2 separate regions of the Mus musculus genome follow, and region 1 is linked to region 2. A link is a contact called in public promoter capture Hi-C data. All regions are on one chromosome and are shown on one strand. Each heading gives the region's core, a stretch centred on a gene start, on an enhancer-like site or on the middle of the called end of the contact. The rest is flanking DNA. Distances are from core to core; before and after follow the strand shown. Region 1 holds the start of Pex7 (peroxisomal biogenesis factor 7). Region 2 holds the start of Perp (PERP, TP53 apoptosis effector).

The links. Promoter capture Hi-C pulls out the DNA fragments that hold promoters and counts their contacts.
Region 1: a contact with region 2 is called in a promoter capture Hi-C map of liver, with 5 times the contacts expected there. The contact joins the promoter of Pex7 here to the promoter of Perp in region 2. A contact is called at or near these places in 3 of 39 promoter capture datasets (the 3T3-L1 cell line, liver and pre-B cells) and 2 of 9 other capture datasets (adipose tissue and macrophages).

The regions. Positions count from the first base shown.
Region 1 is chr10:19,903,361-19,909,203 of GRCm38.p6, forward strand. It overlaps Pex7 (peroxisomal biogenesis factor 7), which reads right to left and starts at 4,314. Exons shown (of 10, transcript NM_008822.2): 1 at 4,099-4,314; 2 at 2,485-2,542; 3 at 1,203-1,353. The coding sequence starts at 4,213.
Region 2 is chr10:18,842,789-18,848,335 of GRCm38.p6, forward strand. It overlaps Perp (PERP, TP53 apoptosis effector), which reads left to right and starts at 2,283. Exons shown (of 3, transcript NM_022032.4): 1 at 2,283-2,618. The coding sequence starts at 2,405.

The sequences.
Region 1 (5,843 bases), core at 3,064-5,563, 1.1 Mb after region 2:
GAGTCTAATGGCTCAGACTGTTACTTTTAGAGGTGATGTAGCAACTGAAGGTAACTTAAAGGAAACCATTAAAGCAGCACCCCACTTCCATTGCCCAGTGATTTTTCCAAAACCATGGTAATTTACAACCATATTATTCAAGGAGCCATCCCAACACAATAAAGTAATTTTATTTTTAGAACTAATTATAGAACTATTGAGTTTTTTAAAATAGTTATAACTATACAATGTTATCTAGGATACTCACATCACTCAGTTTTTTTTTAAACAAAACAATAATGACCTTCCATGTAATGAACACTTGTTAAAGGCCTGAGATGAGGCAGGCATAAAGGTAGGTAAAAGCTAGAAAGCAATCTGTAAGTCGTCACTGAAGGCTCTATTGCTAAGGTATAAAACCAAGAAAGAATGTCTTCATCACATTCCTTAAAACATATGCATGCATTTTGGTATTTCCAAAGTATAAACTAGTTCCTGCGCCTCATATTACACACACACACACACACACACACACACACACACAGAGTCCAGATGACACAAAAGTCATATTTAGATTTACGTTTAAATTTGCTTTAGGGGGCTGGAGTGATGGCTCAGCAGTTAGGCATGCATACTGCTCTTGCAGAACACCTGAGCAGTTCCCAACACCCACACCAGGCAGCTCGCAAACGCCTGTAACTAGTTCTCTGGGGAAACCCAGTAATTCCAGCTTGCATGAGTGTCTGAACTCACTCTTGTGCACGTGTGCGCACACACAGTCACACATACAAATTTACAAACACTAAATCTTTATTTTCTTTTAGTGAACTCAGCCTCCTAGTTGGTACTTGATGCCGCTGTTGGAATACATTGAGTCTTACTGAAGCCTGCAGACAATCGTGAGAGAGCCTGCGAACAGCCCGCCCACCCTCTCCTGAGGCACTGCGTGTAGGCGTGTTCATAGGGCATAAGGAAGGCTGAGGCCCTCTGGAGGGAAGGATGCCACCGTGCCTGCTAGAGGCACTGCTGTTGCCTAATGAGAAGCCTGACCTTTTCTTGTCTTGTCTTAGGCTAAGAAGTACTTTATGTTTGAATAACAGAATAATAAGTGACATCTACTATGAATAAGAAACATTAAAGCTTAACCTTGTCCCCTGAAAGCATTTCCCTGTGTTCATCCCAAAGAGATTTCAAACAAACAATAAGGGAAGCCATCATCATACCTCCTGCGTGTGCTCTTTATAGACTTGGAGAGGGCCTGTGGCTTTGGCAGTGTCCCAGAGCTGCAGTGAGCCATCACCACTACAGGTGACAAGGACATGCTCATTGTTTTCACTCCAGGTAACGTCAAACAAGCCGTCATTCCAGTCAAAGCTACGCCAGAAAAGAAAATACATGCACTGCAGATCACAAAATGATTAACATCTTAATTTTATAGTTACTGTTTTTTTCCTTGTTTTTCACATATTGTAACACACATTACCTCAGATGATCTTGAAAACTACAAGAGATAAATAGAGCAGGTACTCCACAGTGGCCTGGAAGCACAGCCCAGGAAGGGCAGGTAGATAGCTCCAAAGTTAAACTGAAAGGAGGTTTCCAAACACTCATATGAGGTATCCACCAAAGACATGCTGACATCACCTGCTTTTATTGTAGTGCACCTGTGACTCACAGCATGCACTTGTGAGACTTTCAAAATACGGAGACCAATCATTTCAAATACTCCCACAAATCTTTCTTCATCTGAGCTACGAGCAGGTAGTGGCTTTCTACAGAATCTCTTTCCTCTGCCTTTGACTAATCCTGATAGAAGTAGCGTGTGTCCATCACTCAACCTGGAAGACAGGTCCAGAGAGAAACACTGGGCAGTCCACAGGATGAGCGCTAGCTCTTGCTTAAGGAAACTAAATTACTAAGACGCTCACTGTTTTACGTTTTAAATGTATAATTTATAAGCAGACACTAGTAAGCTTGAGAACATGGCATAATCATAGTTAGCAAAAATAATTTCTATATGATGCCAATGTAAAAGTTTATTTTACATCATAAATTAAAAACCTATTAGTTCCAAATATTCAAAATGCAACTGCATTAAGACTTTGACAGAGGTTGACTGTATATGTACACTTAATAATTAGAGCCATTATAATGGTTTGAGGAGAATGGCCACCACAGGCTCTTAGGTTTGAATACTCAGTCCCTAGGTGATACAAGTATTTGGGAAGGATTTAGGAGATGTGGTATTGCTGGAAGAAGTGTGCCACTGGGGCCAGGCTCTGGGACTTCAAAAGACTTGCCCCATTCCCAGAGTGGATCTCTCTGCCTCCCATCTGTGGCTCAAGATGTGAGCTCTCAGCTGTTCCTGTAGCCATGACTTTGCTCCACCATTATAGACTCTGACCCTGACCCACTAAGATTATAAGCCTAAAGTAACTACTTTCTTTTGTAAGTTGCCTTAATCTTGATGCCTTATCACAGCACCAGAAATGTCAATCACTTTACCTTCTAAAAATCTGAAGTCCAGATTCATTTTGATCCAATACTAATAGAGTTCCACAGCCTAGAAGAAATACAAAACAAAACAAAGCCCTAAGTCATGTTGTTTAACCTCCTGGGAGTCATCTATGATGAAATCTTAAACATTGTGGACCAGCTTTAACTACCACAAATTTCCCATAAAATAACTGCAACCGTATATACAGAACAATTAAAAGTTACATAGTATGCTTCAGTCCTTAAATATCCAACTTACCATCTGGCCAGACTGGAATCGGAACACCAGTCTGGGGAAACGCATCAGAGTGCCAACTCACACCGGGCCTGGTGCTAGGCACGCAAACCTTTCAAGCTGGAGCTAATAACAGAAGACAAGGAAGGCTTGTGCTTACAAACCCCCAAGACTGTGGTTCTCCCCTGCTGATACACGCAGAACACACCAATCACAGCATTTTAAGACAGTATATGTGGAAATACCATATACTCGTTGGTCAGGTGTTGAAAACAACATTAACTTCAGTTATGTGCCAACAATCAATAATTTTTGCTGAAAGACTAATGTCTCTTTCTCTCCCCCATCTCACACTCCATTAACATCTGTTCAAAGGGAATCTGCACTTGAACTTTACAAGGTAAGATGACTAATTACTATGCTCACATGCACATTCAACTGTTCAAACTAGAGTCTTCACAGAATTTCGCTTTGAGTTTTTGTGATCAGTGAGGTGGGTAAAGTGTTAAAGATCTTCCACTTAAACGTAACTGATGAAGAAGAAAAAAAAAAGTCAACTGTCAGGTCAGAGACCCGACCCCTTCCATGTGCAGAGCCAGCTTCTAATCCCAGTACCCACTTGGCAGCTGACAACCATCAGTAATGGATCCAACACCCTCTTTGAATCTTCTCTTCTGACCTTAGCTGGCACCAGGCATGGTTCACAGACATACATACAAGCAAAAAACTCAGACACACACACAAAAAATCTCTAGAAAACAATTCCTAATTATACCAATTTCTTGTAAGAAACCTTTATAAAAGTCTAAAGTTTGATGGCCAAGAACTGTGAACCCAACCGTGAAAGCACTAAGCACTAATGGACAAACTATACGGAAACAAGTTTATTTACCACTACTTTTCAGAAATCGTATTTTTTTCCTGCAGTAAACAAGTATTACAGATCACTGACATTATGCAATGGTTTGCCATACACTGCTCCTGTGCATAAACAGCAGATGGGGTATAAGTTAAAATAAATGGCTTGAGCACTTAGACATCTCTGCACATTTATCCACTTCCCCTAGAACAACTAAAAGCGAGCACAGAATTTTCTAGTTTTTTTTTTTTTCTTTTTCAAGAAAGGGCCAGCGTCTCCCTAAGTCTCTGTTGAGGATGGCTTTGAACTGGTGGCTCTGTTGACTCCACCTTGCAAGTACTGACAAGTGCATCCTTCTTACAGAAGGGAAAGGACTAGCTGTAGACTTCCCCTGGGCTCCAATGCCAACTCCGCAGAAAGGGGGACCTAGGAGGGAGGGCCGAGCTCTGTCGCCCCCTGGCGGTGGCGGCGGCACCGCGCGCTCAGCGGCGCGTCCTACGCCCGCCCCGGAGGCGCGGCCCGCGCTCACCCGCGATGCCGTAGTGCTGCGCCGCGGCACAGGCCAGGCGGCCCGGCAGGTACGGAGAGAACTCGGCCGCATAGCCGTGGCGGCCGGGCACCCGCAGCGTCCGCGCCGCGCTCATTCCGCTCGCCCGCCGTCACTCGGCCTCCCGGCCCGAGCGCGGAAACAGTCTCGAGGTAGAAGTGCCCCACTGCGGCTCACTGAAAGTCCAGGAAGGCCGGGCGGAAGTGACGACGCCGACGCCCGGAATCCTAGATTTTGATTGGGCTACATAGAAAAGGGAACTGACGCCGCGAGGACCATTTTTCTTTTGGGCAAAAATCCAATGATTTGCTCTAACTAAAATCAACTGGTCTTTCAGAGATTATTCTAGACCTAAAAGAGAAGATACTCGCTAGGAGTCACTTCAGACAGTTGTTCACGTTTAATTGCAACCTCCATGTTTTTTTTTTAAATAAAAACCTTGTGTTTTTATTAATTGCTTGAACTTTAAAACTTTGCTATTCTGACATTTTCCTGATGGTTACGAAATAAAAGCCACAACAAACTCGGAAAGCAGTTAGTGAGTCCAAGGGCAACGAATGGAGTACTAGGTTGCCCAAGGTAATTTGAATCCAGACAACAATGAAGTTAAAGGATAGGACTATTATCATGTGCAATTTGCGGTCTATAGGTTTTATGTAGTTAGTTGCACTATGCAGATATATTCCAGTAATTAAGGAAGACTTGGGCTCATTAATTTCTTCATTCAAATGTTTGCCAAGCATATGCAATGTGGTAGATGAATGTGCAGTTTGCCAAACCAAACACTGAAGAGTGAAAGAGACTTGTTAATCATTAAACCAGTCAACCTGCACAGACCAAGTCATGTACCAAGCTTGGTGCTAGACTTTTGCATTCAAAAGACCCACTGGGATACGTGGTTGAGCTCAAGAGATTACAAGACTTGAAAGCTGTCAAGTGTAATCAAAATGCTATTGATGCTGTGATGAATATACACAGATGTTTTTAGGGTAGGGTGTCAGGGAACATTTTAGAAAGGAGATAATCTAGGGTGAATTCATACAAATGACTTTCTCTAACTAAAAAGTTGGAAGCCATTGTGGGATCAGGAGAAGGGTGAAGAACCCAGGAAACCTAAAACCGCAAGGGATGGTAGCTGCCAGGACTCAGTCTAGCCTGATAGAGAAAGAGCACTTTGGGTAGATTCCACCTGGTGAGAGAAAATCAAATGCTCCAACATGAACTCTTGTATTGTACCCCATGCCCAAGGAACTGTGCTGCAGCTTAAATAATAGAGATCTGTGCAAGTTTTCAGATATGGATCATTTAGTGAGTTATCATTCCCAAGCAACAGTAACTGGAGGCTAGAGATTGGCAATGGAGTACAGTTAGAGACTTTAGCAACAACTCAAGCAGAAGATGCTATAGTTGGGTAATAGTGTTTTGTTGAGAATTATGGAAAGGTGTGGAGAGGGTACGCTTAAGGGTCAAATGAAGACAAAAAGCTTAAATGGTTTCCAACTCTTAGTATAGTACTTATCTAGACACAGGAATTGTTTATTGAAATAAGGACAATGGAGCATTAATAAACTCCAGTTCTGCATGTTGACTGTGTACTGTGTGCAGTACTTGAATACAGCACAATGGAGTCCAGCCAAGCCTTCTTACTTGCATGTAGATAATATTTAAACCACGGAAATTATTTTTATTTAGCAAGAGAATGGAATGAGAGAAGACAGATAAAGGCA
Region 2 (5,547 bases), core at 1,033-3,532:
GCAGACTCTGTGCATCAAAGGGCAGAAACTTCTCAGTGACAGATGACAAGGTCTCTCTGTGTGTGTGTGTACACATTCATGTTCACCTATATAAGGCTATGTGTAGAGGAGGCTGTGGAGTGTCCTTAAGAGGCGCTAGTCCACACAGACTAGATTCCTCCATATGATATTGTATCTATGGGGATAATATTTTGACCAGTTACTTTCAATTTGAGTAAATTGTTTATTTATTTGCTTGGTCTCACATTCTAGCCCAGGCTTGCCCAGAATTAACTATGAAGCCTATGTTATTGGACTTGAACTGATGACAATCTTCCTGCCTCAACCTCGGAGTATTAGGATTATAGCCATGAGCTGCCATTCCCTGCTGATATTGGCTGAGCAATTGAAACTTTAAGTTAGAGATTCATAAACTAACCTCTTCATCAAAGGGTGGGATTAACTGTTTTAGGAACTAAATTAAACAATCCCTGAAGTTATATTTTGGAGACATCTTGTTATACAGAAAACTTTTTACATCTTATTTTGGATAGCACGTGCGTCAGGTTGTAGGATCAGGAGTGATTTCAAACAAGAAACAAGATCTAAACTATTGAAAAAGATCTTACCAGGAAGTGGTCTCATTCTCTCACGGACCAAGGAATTTTGTGAAGTTCACCTCCAATTGCCTTTTGCGCTTATAAATCAGTTTATGGAGTCTGATAAACAAGGATCAGGCCCAGCTCTAGGTATGTGCCGTTTGATTGTAAGAAATTATCTAGTAATAATTGCCTGGTGTTATGGTTTATGCCGGTCACGTGGTGTCTTGGCTTTAGGCATCAATTAGTTTAGCTTTTGTTATTTTTACCTTGAGAAATAAACTATATCTTATTCCCCTTTGAGCCGACAGAACCAATTAATTACTATAGTCTCTTTCAGAGATTCTGAACAGTCAAAATTACCTTTGACCAGATTGATATTAAGGAGTCCCTCTCCACAAAACTGTGGAAATTGTATCACAAGAATGAGGACATAATATAAACATATATATATATGCGTGTGTGTGTGTGTATTCCAAAATTATTCATTAAGACACCAGTGGAAACTCATTTGATTGGTAAAAATACGACTTTTCCACACAGGACATAGCTAGCTAAAATATTTTCATTACGTTTGAAAGCCTTTAGGTCCTAACGTTTAGGGCATACGCACCGCACTTGTCCTGTGGGCAATGAACCTTGCTCAACGTGTATGTGCCTCTGCGGTTTTCAGGACTGAAATGCTTACTGGTTTCTGCTAAGTGAAGGCTGGGTAGTGATATTCTTTGGACTCTGAGACAGATCTTCTCAGTGTTCTTAGTCTATGCGTCCTAGTAACTACTTCTGTTGCGAGCGTCTTGTGTAAGAAGGAAATACCACTGAGTGCTTTCCATATCTTTAAACTGACATGAGGTGTCAGAAGATTTCGGGGCACGGGGTAAAAAGTGAATGCTCTGGTTGATCTCTCCCTGGCCACCATTGACCTGGCACTGGGAATTTGTTTCTCTCAGCGCCACTCCTGGCTGATGCCCCACCCTCCCTGCTACAAGTGAAGATTCTTAGGGACAGAAGCTAGCTCAGGATTTGGGGAGGATTTCAGTTGCTTGTGCATGCTGACACGTGCTTATATTTGAAAAAACAAAAACTGTGTAAAGTAGATAGAAAGGGTAGATGTGTGGGGAACACACTAACTGGGGCAAAGGGAACTGAAGTTATCAACACCAAAGCTACCCGGATTAAGAGACAGCCTCCGCAACCTAGAGTGAGCCACTGGGACCTGCTGGTCACCCAGCCTGAACCACCAGAGCACAGAACATTTGCGTGTCTATGGCAGCAAGAGCCAAGGTCCAAAGGTAGATCCGGGCAGGAAGTGTAGGATCTGCCTGTGGAAGCCAGGGACAGACGCTCCCAGGTTTGAACCCACAAGTCCTTACATTTTAGGGCCCATCATTTATTTCACAGGCTATTGGGATGTCCTGGGCACGGTGCTTGGAGCTCAAGTGTAGCCTTAGCCATGCTCCTTACACTGTGTTAATTTAGGGCAGAGCACAGGCTGGCGCTGGAGTGTCCACAGGTGTGTGCGCTGGGCTGGCGGCAATCTGGTGGGACTGCAGGCGGCTGGAGGCACAGGCACGCCCACCCTGGCGACGAGCCCGGGGCGAGCCTGAGCTCTGCCGCCCGGGTGACCCAGCAGGTCGGGGCGGTGCGCTCTGAGTCACCGGAATCAAGGTGTGGCTGGAGCGCCGCTCCCCCGCCGCCAGCCCGGGGGCCGCGTCTTCGGGGGAGCCGCCTCTTCCTTTAGTCGCGGTGTCAGCGCTCGCAGGACCACTCTTGGCCGCTGCTCCTGCCCGGCGTTCCTCCGCTCCGCGCCCGCCGCCACCGACGACATGCTGCGCTGCGGCCTGGCCTGCGAGCGCTGCAGGTGGATCCTGCCCCTGCTGCTGCTCAGCGCCATCGCCTTCGACATCATCGCGCTGGCCGGCCGCGGCTGGCTGCAGTCTAGCAACCACATCCAGACATCGTCGCTTTGGTGGAGGTGTTTCGACGAGGGCGGCGGCAGCGGCTCCTACGACGATGGCTGCCAGAGCCTCATGGAGTACGGTGAGTGGCCGCCGCCTCCGGGAAGCCCTTGGGGGCCTGAGCTGTGGTAGCAGCTGGAGCTGATCTTTAAAAGGTCAGGGGTAGTGGGTGTTTCAAAGTCCGCTTAGAGTTCAAACTTCAGAAGCAGCAGTTTTGGGTGACCCGAATCAGGCTCAACCCTGAAAGACTCCAACTCATTTAAAAGTAAAGTTTCTCAGTTACCAGTGCAAACTGATGCCAGTCATTGCAAAGTACGTATAAAAATAAATAATATGCCAGGGTGAATTCATTTCATTTCATCTAACTTAAACTTTTTTTTTTTAATCTTATGAGAAAGTCCTTTCAGGCCAAGTAGGAGCAGTTATGATTTAGATAGATATTTCAGTATCTTAGCTGTGGAGCTGTTTCATGTTCATTCTTGTTCTGGGGAGTGGCCTTCGTTGAAAAGTGAATGTTAAGGAAGTTTATCTGAGTCTGATTTAAAATCGGAGAAGTAAACACTTCACTGAAGTTGAGTTGCCACTTTTAACACATCGCAGGGAAACTCTGTACACATCGCAGGGGAACTCTGTTTGCCTCTGCCAGGGAAAGGCCCCAAGTACTTGATTTACAAGTTAGTAGTAGTCTTTGAAAAAACAAAACCAAGAAAAGCCTTTTCTCCCTCAAGCAAGTGTCCCTCCTGTTTAGGATGGAGACAGTAGTGACCAGCAGTGTGTAGGGAGCAGTGTGCAGGCTTTACGGGTCAGTTTGCCCCCTTTAAAGGAAGCAAGTTACTTTTTTTGTTTTCATTCATTTTCTAGATTAACCATAACTTGATTCTTTTCCTAAAGCACCCAGGACTTCTGCCAGACGCTGTTTGGTTTGGGTTCTGGCCCTTATCAGCTTTTTCTCCCTGGAAGAACTTCCTCAGACAGGGAGGCAGGCAATAAAAGGAGAAGACTACAGATATTCCTGCTTGTTTTAAAAGGCCTTTGCTCTACCTAAAAACAGGCATAAATGCTTGGCTTACAGGACTTTCTATTGCTTCGAATCTTTTAGTTCTTACAGGCATTGTGCTGCCTTGGAATAACCTAGCTGTTTCTTAAAATGAATTCAAACTCAAGTCTTTCAGGGGCTATAAGAGGTATGCTTGTAGGTTTTTAAAATAGACTTTGGTAATTATAGCTCACTCCAAGGCTGATACAGCCCCAAAGAATACTCAGTAGCAGAAGTTAGCTTGCAGAGGCAGGAGCAGCATTCTTGCTGGGACATGATTTGGCCTGTAGGGCCCTCTTGTGAAACACACACAGTGCCATTTCCCTGTTTCTTGCCTTGTAGGGTAAGCTCATCTTTTAGGGTGTGCCTGCTCTAACCTCAGGCGGTTCCATTACTGTGTGAATGGAAGGGAAAGGGCAAGTTTTCTGTCTAGGTTGCTTCTTTAACCATGACTCGGTAGCAGCAGCTTTTCCCCACTGCAGTGTTACAGTTCACTATAGAAATCAGCCTTGGGAAACCTCCATTTTCCAAATGAATCTTAAAAATATCTTACTTTCATGATGTGGTGCCTGGTTCTAAACTGATCCGGGATAAGTGTGAAAGAGATTTTACACCTCAGGGGAGTTATTCCCATCTCCTTCACATCGGTAATTAAGTTCCCATAATGTGGTAGACAGCTCTTGCTCAACTCTCAGATACAAAACACCAATGGAACACTGACCTTAGTGTCAGACTGTGGAAGGAAACGAGAGCCGTGGCGCCATCTGCGATGTCCCCATCTCCTCACCATTATAGACAGGGATGAGTTAAAATACTTGTCATTCTGCCTACTCTGTGTTGAGTGATCATTAGTGTACTACACAACTGCAAACAAATGGGGTGTTCTACACTTTAGGGTGATAGTCTCCCGAAAGCTGTAATAGGACCTTGCTGAAAAACAGTGTGCTTGCATGAGCTCACACCATATGGAATGCATACGCTCCCACAATGCAGGACCACTGTCTTGTACGGCAGGGGAGGGTAGGTAGGTCTGTTTAAACCATGCCAATATTTAGCATCTGTGCCTCTCCCTCTAGACCGCTTCTTCATGATCCTTGAAAATAATATTTACTTAAAGCTATTAACAAAGCAAAACGTTCACAACAAAGTGTTAGAAGATTGTGTTTTGCTGAGTGATATTCATAACAGTAAATACATTTATTTTGGTCTAAGTACATTCTTGGCAATGGTGACCATAATACTAAATAATATGCATAGTTTATAAAGGTCAGTAATTTCTTAGGAATAAATAAATATATTCTTTACTATTATTGTTAAAATGTTAAGAATTCTGGATTACACAGTCACCTCATTTATTTTCCTACATAAATAAATAAATAAATAAATAAGCCAAGTTAGACCCTGAGTGTTTTGTCACGGTGGCAGCTTAATTAACATTTATCCTAGCAAATACTTGCTTGAATGTTTGGCTTATATTTGTGGAGAAGAAAGTAAGAACCTAGATTTGCAATTGAAGAGATCATTCAAGTTTCTCCTATAAGCCAAACTCAGCATTAAACTTCAGTGAGTGTGCAATGCTGGGACCTTCTTCTCCAGTTTAGAGAATACTGTGACAGGGAGTTATTTTAAATTTCCACTGCACAGACTTCAGATCCTGGGCAAGCTCTGGCATGTCAGGGTGGAGGGTATAGGGATGAGGTATGCACTGAAAGAAGGAGGGGGAGGGGAAGGGGAGGAAGGGGAGGAGGAGGAGGGGAAGGGGGAGGAGGACGGGGAGGGGGAGGGGGAGGAGGAAGAGGAGGAGGAGGAGGGGAAGGGGGAGGAGGACGGGGAGGAGGGAGGAGGAGGGCCTTGGAAAGTCAGTGGCTGGAATTCATCTCTGAAGCACAGAACCTCAGTTTTACCAGAGACATCTCTTAAATCCCTTAGGATGCACACAGTATTTTTCCTAAGCACTACTTTCCTACAAGTCACA